2 separate regions of the Mus musculus genome follow, and region 1 is linked to region 2. A link is a contact called in public Hi-C data. All regions are on one chromosome and are shown on one strand. Each heading gives the region's core, a stretch centred on a gene start, on an enhancer-like site or on the middle of the called end of the contact. The rest is flanking DNA. Distances are from core to core; before and after follow the strand shown.

Evidence for each region. A called contact is a pair of places that touch in the nucleus more often than the background predicts.
Region 1: a Hi-C map of stem cell-derived neural stem cells shows a contact between it and region 2, with 2.7 times the contacts expected there. The contact joins two enhancer-like sites. A contact is called at or near these places in 2 of 15 datasets of contacts at CTCF or cohesin (large pre-B cells and pro-B cells), 31 of 484 Hi-C or Micro-C datasets (B cells, the BV-2 cell line, CD4 T cells and 22 more), 6 of 115 datasets of contacts at active chromatin or transcription factors (bone marrow-derived dendritic cells, bone marrow-derived macrophages, large pre-B cells and 2 more) and 1 of 9 other capture datasets (liver).

What each region holds. Positions count from the first base shown.
Region 1 is chr10:57,726,038-57,730,021 of GRCm38.p6, reverse strand. Pkib (protein kinase inhibitor beta, cAMP dependent, testis specific) reads right to left here. Exons shown (of 5, transcript NM_001039051.2): 4 at 1,756-1,932. The coding sequence starts at 1,924. Among named protein-coding and RNA genes, the nearest start is that of Fabp7, 57 kb to the left of the region's middle. Within about 2 kb of position 2,116, at least 95 of the 459 cell types and tissues checked have an H3K27ac peak or open chromatin away from gene starts, as enhancers often do. A contact at or near this core is called in neural progenitor cells and stem cell-derived neural stem cells, where this site is marked.
Region 2 is chr10:57,575,550-57,579,142 of GRCm38.p6, reverse strand. No RefSeq gene overlaps it. Among named protein-coding and RNA genes, the nearest start is that of Serinc1, 45 kb to the right of the region's middle. Within about 2 kb of position 1,587, at least 3 of the 459 cell types and tissues checked have an H3K27ac peak or open chromatin away from gene starts, as enhancers often do. A contact at or near this core is called in neural progenitor cells and stem cell-derived neural stem cells, where this site is marked.

The DNA of each region.
Region 1 (3,984 bases), core at 867-3,366, 150 kb before region 2:
CTAGGGATTGGGAACACTAAGTGGGAATTCCTCTCTGGAGGTAACCAATTCTCTCTCAGTGGGCACTGTCCTCCCAAAGCTCAACCTAATGAAATTAGGTAGAAGAACTTTCCCTCTGCCTTGGTACATAAACTGATGTTGTCATTGTGCTGGTTTTGTTTGAGAAAATCTTATACTGTAGCTAGCACAGGCTATCCTGGAACCTACTTTTATTATAGCATATTTGAGCCTGTTTCTAGTTAGAATATGACTCACTCCTAAGCTATCCATTTAATCCTCCTGGCTGAAGTACATGTATGCCCCTTAGTACACACATTTAATTCTAAGCAATGAAGGTAAAGTTACTTCATAAAGAAAGCAAGCACCCACATTTGAATGTGATGTCTAATTGAGTAGCAGACAAAGTGATGAATCAGAGAAAGATTTGACAGAATAGAATATGCCCAACTCTCAGGAGAAGAGGAAGGAAAAGGAAGCAACTTAAGGGAGAGACGGACAGTACAGGAGGAAGGGAGTACAGAGCAGGAATACAGTAGAGTTCCTGGAGAGCTGTACAGTACAGTTGAGAGGGAGAGTAGAGCAGCACAGAGAGGGAAAAGGAGGCTAATTTTACCAGGATAGTTTTACAGAGACAAATTGAAGAAAGAACAAGCTGGACACAGGTAAAGACAGAATGAGCAAGAGAATGAGAAGGATGGAGAAGGCTAAAAAAGATTGCTAGAGTTAGTTTCAGTCCAAACAGCAATTCTGGAGAAAACAAGAGAAGCCAGACTAGGAGAGGAGTTTGAGCCTGAACAGTTGAGTTGAACCAGCCAGAGCTCAAAAAGAACTAGAAAGGGTAAGCTTATTCAGCAGTAAGTCTCAGAGGCTGAAAACATTCTAGATAAGATTGTACAGAGGCTAGAAACTTCCAGGACTAGGCCTAGGTTAGCAGACTGAGACAGTAAGCATCCCAGATGACAATTATACAGGAGAATAAAATATATGTTACACTGTGTATTCCAGGGTAGCAACCATCTAATAGCAATCCTCCTGCCTCTGCCTTACAAGTTATTCTGATTTCAGTGATGGGTGCTCTGATTTCTACTGTACTGTAGTCACTGATGAACTTTCTACAAAGCACCCATTCCAGTTTTCTGATAAAGCATAGCATTCTTAGACTATATATTTATTCATTAAAAATCTAGCACTCTTGTTGTACTATAAAAATCTGTGACAGTAGGAGTTTACATCTGCCCTACTCATCACTGGAGTTCTTTGCATTTAGCAGTCATGAAATTGAATGGTAGGCAACATAGCAATGATAGAAGTAAGAAAGGATACCTTGTGACTGGGATCGCCTCCCACTGCCTCTTGTAATGTTAGAAGATACAGAGGGCACTAGCTTCTGTATTAGGTTCTCAAACTATAACTGGCAGATTGAGACAGGTAATGAGCTATTATGAGTCTCAGTACTCAGATCCAATGCAAGGATTAATAGTCATGGCCACCTAATTAATTCTGTACTGGAGGTGGAACCTAGAATCCTATCATGTGATCATGCACATCCAATAGACAGAGCACCAATTTTTATGTTCACCCTTAGGACATGAAATTGCCTAGTTTCAGAAAGGCATAGAAATGCACTTGAACCTGAGAGCTTTTGGTCAAGAAGAAAAGCGATCGGCTATAACTAGTTAAAAGGCTGCTCCAGAGAAAAAGATTGAAAAAGAGAGACAAAGCGAGGGTTTTATTTCCAGGAATTAGGAGTTTTACCTTCCTTCACGGCCAACGCTTCCAGTTTCAGTGGAAGATCAGAGGATCCACTTGTAGCCAGTGAACTCTGGATGTCGGGTAAGGCATTGCGGCGGCCTGCCCTTGCTGAGGACGCAAAGCTGGTGATCACAGATTCCACATCAGTCATCTCTGATGAATCTGTCCTCATCACAGAATCTATAGATAGAATGTACACATTAAAAAATGTGCTATTCAGAAGTAAAAAGGGTCACCTCAAAGACCAATGGCTACATCAAAACCGCTACAGGCTTGGAGAGCTGATCTCGGGTGGCACAATAGCAGTGTCTGTGCCTTGGCTCTAAGATGCCCACGTGAGCATTTGCTGAATAGGGCAGGAAGTACTTCTGTGAACCAGATTGCTATAAATAACCCCGGATCCCAAAGCAACACTTGAACGCTTGAGGGTGTAGTAGGCCTGAACATTTTTTGTTCTGCTTTTTCTATGAAAGAATCAGCCAACCCGGGGTTTGGCAACCAATGCGACAGACTGGAGTGGCCACTCCCAGAGTATTTGTTTGTGGTACTTATTTGAGCTGAAACCAAATCACTGTAATTGTGGGGAATAAACAAAGCACGTTTCCTTATTCTTTAGAAATAAACCCTATTTTATGTCTGAGGCTTTCCCCTCCACAGTTGTGACGTCATTTGTGCTGATTCAGATAGGTTTCAGTATGCTCAGGTTTATGCTAGACACAGTTTTGCTTGCCTTTGAGTGGACACAGTTCATTGCTAGTCATAGGAATGACTTACAGTAGTCCTTAGTAGTAATGCTTCTCTGACAACTCTTCAGAAACCATTTGTTGTATAGGAGGTAGCAGTTATTATATATCCTGAAAAAAATCTAAACTCACTGTCTTTCAACTAAGATTTTTTTTTCTAAGTCTTCCTAAAAATTGATATTGAGCTGTAACTCAGAAGTTGTGATGGCAGAAGGAATTTGCTGAATTTGCTGAGTAGGTAGCAAGGTCATGTGCTAGCAAGGCCTTGCTCTGTGTGTGTGTGTGTGTGTGTGTGTGTGTTCAGGGTTGGTTTTTTTTTTTTTTTTTTTTTTTTACTTTTTACTGGTTCTTTATGAATTTCACATCATGTACCCCAATCCCACTCATCTGTCCCTCCCTTTATACTCACCCTCCAACCTTGCACCCTTCCCCGCCAACAGAGGAAAAAGACATCTTGTAGAAGCTCTACTGTGTCGCAGTGTGTCCCACAGTATACCCTTTTGTCCATACTACTTTGCTTGCAAATGTTCACTGAAACTACCTCTCATAGGTGGTGAGGGACATCTCTCCCTCATCCATGCACCACAAGAAGACAAGAGGCAGGACCAGCTCTCCTGTCTTCACCCCCTTGGGCCTGATCACCTATAATCCCCATGTCTGGCACCAGCTCTTCTGTGATGCCCTGATGAGGTGCAGAGCCCGCTCTCCCAAGTGCTGCAGCAGGTGAGGAGCAGGGCCCACTCTGCTCTTCTTTTCTCATGACTCCACGGCCAGCTCTCCCACCAGTCACTAGTCATAAGGGACAAAGACTTAGGGTTGGGGAGAGTATCTCTTTCTAGCCCATGTTGCCTCAAGGCAGAAAAGTTATTGGTCCAGCTCTCCTTGACTCACACCGTTGGTGCCAGCTCTCCTACATTCATACCCTTGGGGCCAGCTCGCTGGCACCCCCATCACTAGGGTCAACTCTACTGTGCAGCTCAGGTGAGGAACAAGGCCCACTCTCCCTAGTGTAGTTGTGAGGAACAGGAACATCTCTCATACTCCCATGCCTTCAGGGCTAGCTCTCCCATGGATGTCCAGGAAAAGGATGGGGCCAGTTCTGCACAGCCCTCAGATATGTGCCTGGGTTCAATCCCAGACCAGGAAAGTTCACCTGGCCTTTGGTGGCAACAGAGCCCCCCGCACCCCCGAAAAAAGCAGGGCTTTTTTCCTCGGAGGGAAAGCACAGGTTTAAATTTTCTGACAAATTACCTCAGAACGCAAAATGTGCCCAGTGTCCACCAAAGAATGGGTTTGATCCTCTTTGGTGTTTATGACATAGCAAACTCTGGCCTGAGGAAACCAAGCCAGCCTTCTCATAGTAGTTGAAGGAAAGCTTTTCATAGACAATTGATTTCCACTATGAAAATGATAATAAAAAAATGAGAGTATGCACACATGCTGATCTGGAATTAGGAACACAGCTCTTGCTCACGGCATGTAATAATTC
Region 2 (3,593 bases), core at 338-2,837:
TGGGGGACCTTTGGGATAGCATTGAAAATGTAAACGAGGAAAATACCTAATAAAAAAAAAAGATTAAAAAAAAATAGTGCTTGTTGCTATTACAAAGGACCTGCATCTGTGTCAGGCATCTTATAAATAATTTTAACTCTAGCTCCAGAGAATTTGACACCTCTGGCCTCTGCAGGAACACATACACATACCACCACCACAACAACAACAACAATGATGACAATAATAAATAATAATAAATATAAAATGAATTTTAAAATATTATATTTTATGAGCTAAATATGTGGCTTATGAAGTTCTTGTCTTGCAAATGTAAGGCTGTGAGTTCAACATCCAGAGTCCACGTGAAATATCTGAGTGCAGCAATATGCACTTATAATTTCAGGGCTGGGAAGGGCAAAGTGCCTGAGTCACCTACTCAGTCCATAAGGTACAGTTCAGATATAACGGTTTTACTAGGACTCAGTGGCATTCATCCATTTTGGTGATTGCTTTCACACTGAGGCAGTGCTGAGTAGTTGAGGCAGAGGCTACAAGTTCTTGATCTAAAATAATTCCCTTTACACACACACACAAAGAGAGAGAGAGAGAGAGAGAGAGAGAGAGAGAGAGAGAGAGAGAGAGAGAGAGAGAGTATGCCTTTTTAAAGTACAACAATAATATTTGTCCTGCCTACAAGAAGCACGAAGATAAAGATGGAGCAGAGTTTGAAGGAATGGCCCACCAATGGTTGGCCCAATTCTAGACCCATCCCATGAGAGAGAGCCAACCCCTGACACAATTAGTGATACTCTGTTATGCTTGTAGACAAGATCCTAGTATACCTGTCTCGCAGGAGGCTTCATCCAGCAGCTGATGGAAACAGACGCAGAGACCCACAACTAAACATCAGGCAGAGCTCAGAGAGGCTTATAGAAGAGTTTGGGTAGGATTGGGGAAGCTAGAGGGGTCAAGGTCACCACAAGAACTACAGAATCAATTAACCTGGCCTCATAGGGGTTCATAGAGGTTGAACTACCAACCAAAGAGCATGCAGGGGCTAGACCTAGGCCCCCTACACATTTGTAGCAAATGTACAGCTTGGTTGTGTGGGACCCCCAGTAATTGGAATGGGAGCTAGCTGTCTCTGAGTCTGTCTAGGCCTGGCTATCCTGGAACTCACTCTGTAGCCCAGGCTGGCCTCGAACTCAGAAATCCACCTGCCTCTGGCTCCCAAGTGCTGGGATTAAAGGCATGTGCCACCACTGCCCAGCCAATCCCAGCTTGTTAATGGCACCTCTTTTAGCTGTCCTGGTAAGACTGTGAAGGACAGACCAAACAAGGACCTCCTCCTCCAGTTCTCCACTGCTCCTGGTTTTTCTTCTCCCTTGGCTGATTGCATTCTCAATGGGGACTTGCTTTAACATTGCCTTATACATGCACTTTCTTGATTCTAGTTTCTTTGGCATTTTCTCAGTTTTGGCTAGCCCATCCAGCTCCCACTAGCTACAAACTTGAGCTGAAGAGGAAATGATCTGTCTACAAGCTGGGTCACAAGGCAGCTGCACAGGCCTCTGGTGTCGTGGCTAGTGGAGGCTTTCAGGATGAGAAAATACGGATACCATGGAAACAGAAAGCAAGCCAGGCCTGAGTGCTCAGCAAAGTCATCAGGATGGGAATGTGGGACTTCGCAGCTCATTCACTTAGTAAGTCCTCATAAAGACAAGAAGAACATGCAGTCCAAGAAGACTGTCTTAACAAGCTGCACCACAACTTGGAAAATGAAGTTAAGAACTCCAACCAGTGACTGGGTTTGCAGAGTCATTAAAAGTGTGTACACAGAAAACTGAACCTGGGTCCTGATTCCAATTAGAATGATCTATATTATAGTAAACACCAAGTCCCACCTAAAGATAGAAAGTGAACATAATTGGAATCACTTGAATGATGAGGGGAACAAGAGGAGATGAAGGTTCACTTTGGCCTCCCAGCAAGCCAGACACAGGTTTGTGCCCCAGAAAAAAAGTGATTTTTAAATACCATACCAAGAGATGTTATACAGGAAACTCATGTTATTATAGTCTTTTCCCTAATATTGGTTTTAGCCATGCGCCAAAAATCATAGAAATTCATGAATAAACAATTTGATAAAAATCCTACTTCAAACGCAGTGCCTCAAATGGGATCTTTCACTTATTTAAATGAACTGCACAGGCAGTCATTCAAATGCAACACCTGCTACTCTATTTTCTCTTAAACCAGCTTTCCAAGAGTATCTATTTAAAGATGCTTTGTTCTTCAGTTTGCTATTGTATTTGAAAGTGTAAAAAAGCCTTGCTTTATTCTCAAGTACTTACCCTCAGCTCTCTCTTAGATGACTTTGACCTTCTACAAATCTAAATAAGAAAACATCTCTAATGAAAATGAACTCTTTTTTCCTACCAGATATTTTAAAACTTAAGTTAGTCTTTTAAATCTGTATTCTTTGCAATTGGCAAATGTCAACGTTTATTAAACGTGAAGAAGTCAGCAATTGAAAGCTAAAAGACTATATGTTAATGTGTGGCTATCAGAATATGCATCTATACCTGAGCCAAACTGTTCAAACCCAGGATTGTATCATGGAGTTATAGGAATGGAAAACTATTTGGTAATTGGTTGGATTCTGGATTGGATTTTTGATGACTTGATTATCTTCCACTTAAGTATTTTAAGTTATTTTCCAATTAGGAAAAAATGTAAGTTAAATAATATCCTACTATGAGTTGTGAGTTTGAAGCAACATTACTGTTAAGTTATGGGTACAATCATACTGCAAAAAAGGGGATGTGTGCCCAAACTGTACTATTCATTCTTGCAAAGACTTCAGTCTCTGAATTATAGAATGAATTTGATGCACCGTCCAAAGAAAACTACTTCTAAGGCAGTATTTCATATCTTAATATCCATGGGAAAAAGTCAGTCAAAGCCTTAACTCTCTCTCTGTTTCTTTCTCTCCTCCAAGCAATAGGCTAAGCACTCAAATATTTGGTATACTTATAAATGTGATTTGTGTTGTAGATAACCCTGGGACTACTTATATTAGTATAAGAGGGGCTTCGAACAAGGAATGAATCAGCACTCAGATGATTTCCTGTAAATCTGCTTCCCACTTCAATTTGTAAAATAAAGGAGAGCTGATGATTGGACAGATAAAAGGAAGGTGGAGCAGAAGGTGGGAGGTCAGGGAGAAGAAGGAAAAAATGGAAGAGGGAGAGCATGCAGCGGAGGAGGAGGAAGAAAAGCAGAGCAGAAGCACATGGACTGGAGAAACCTCAAGTTCTATGGGGTCTCATAGATGTGGAAGATGGTAGAGTAGCGTTAGGTCTGCCAGTCTAGGTGCTCAGCATGTATTCATAATAACTGAGTTGTGTTTTCATTGCCCGGGCATATTTGGGTTGGAGATTTACCACAAGAATTTTGTTCATTCTGATACATTTTACTAAAGGTGTATTTTTTTTCTAAGCATTTTTTAAAAATATTTTTTCTTGTTCTAGTTTTTTATTTTGAGACACCATCTCCCTCCATTACCAGATTGACCTCAAACTCCTGAGTTCAATCTATCCTTTCGTTTC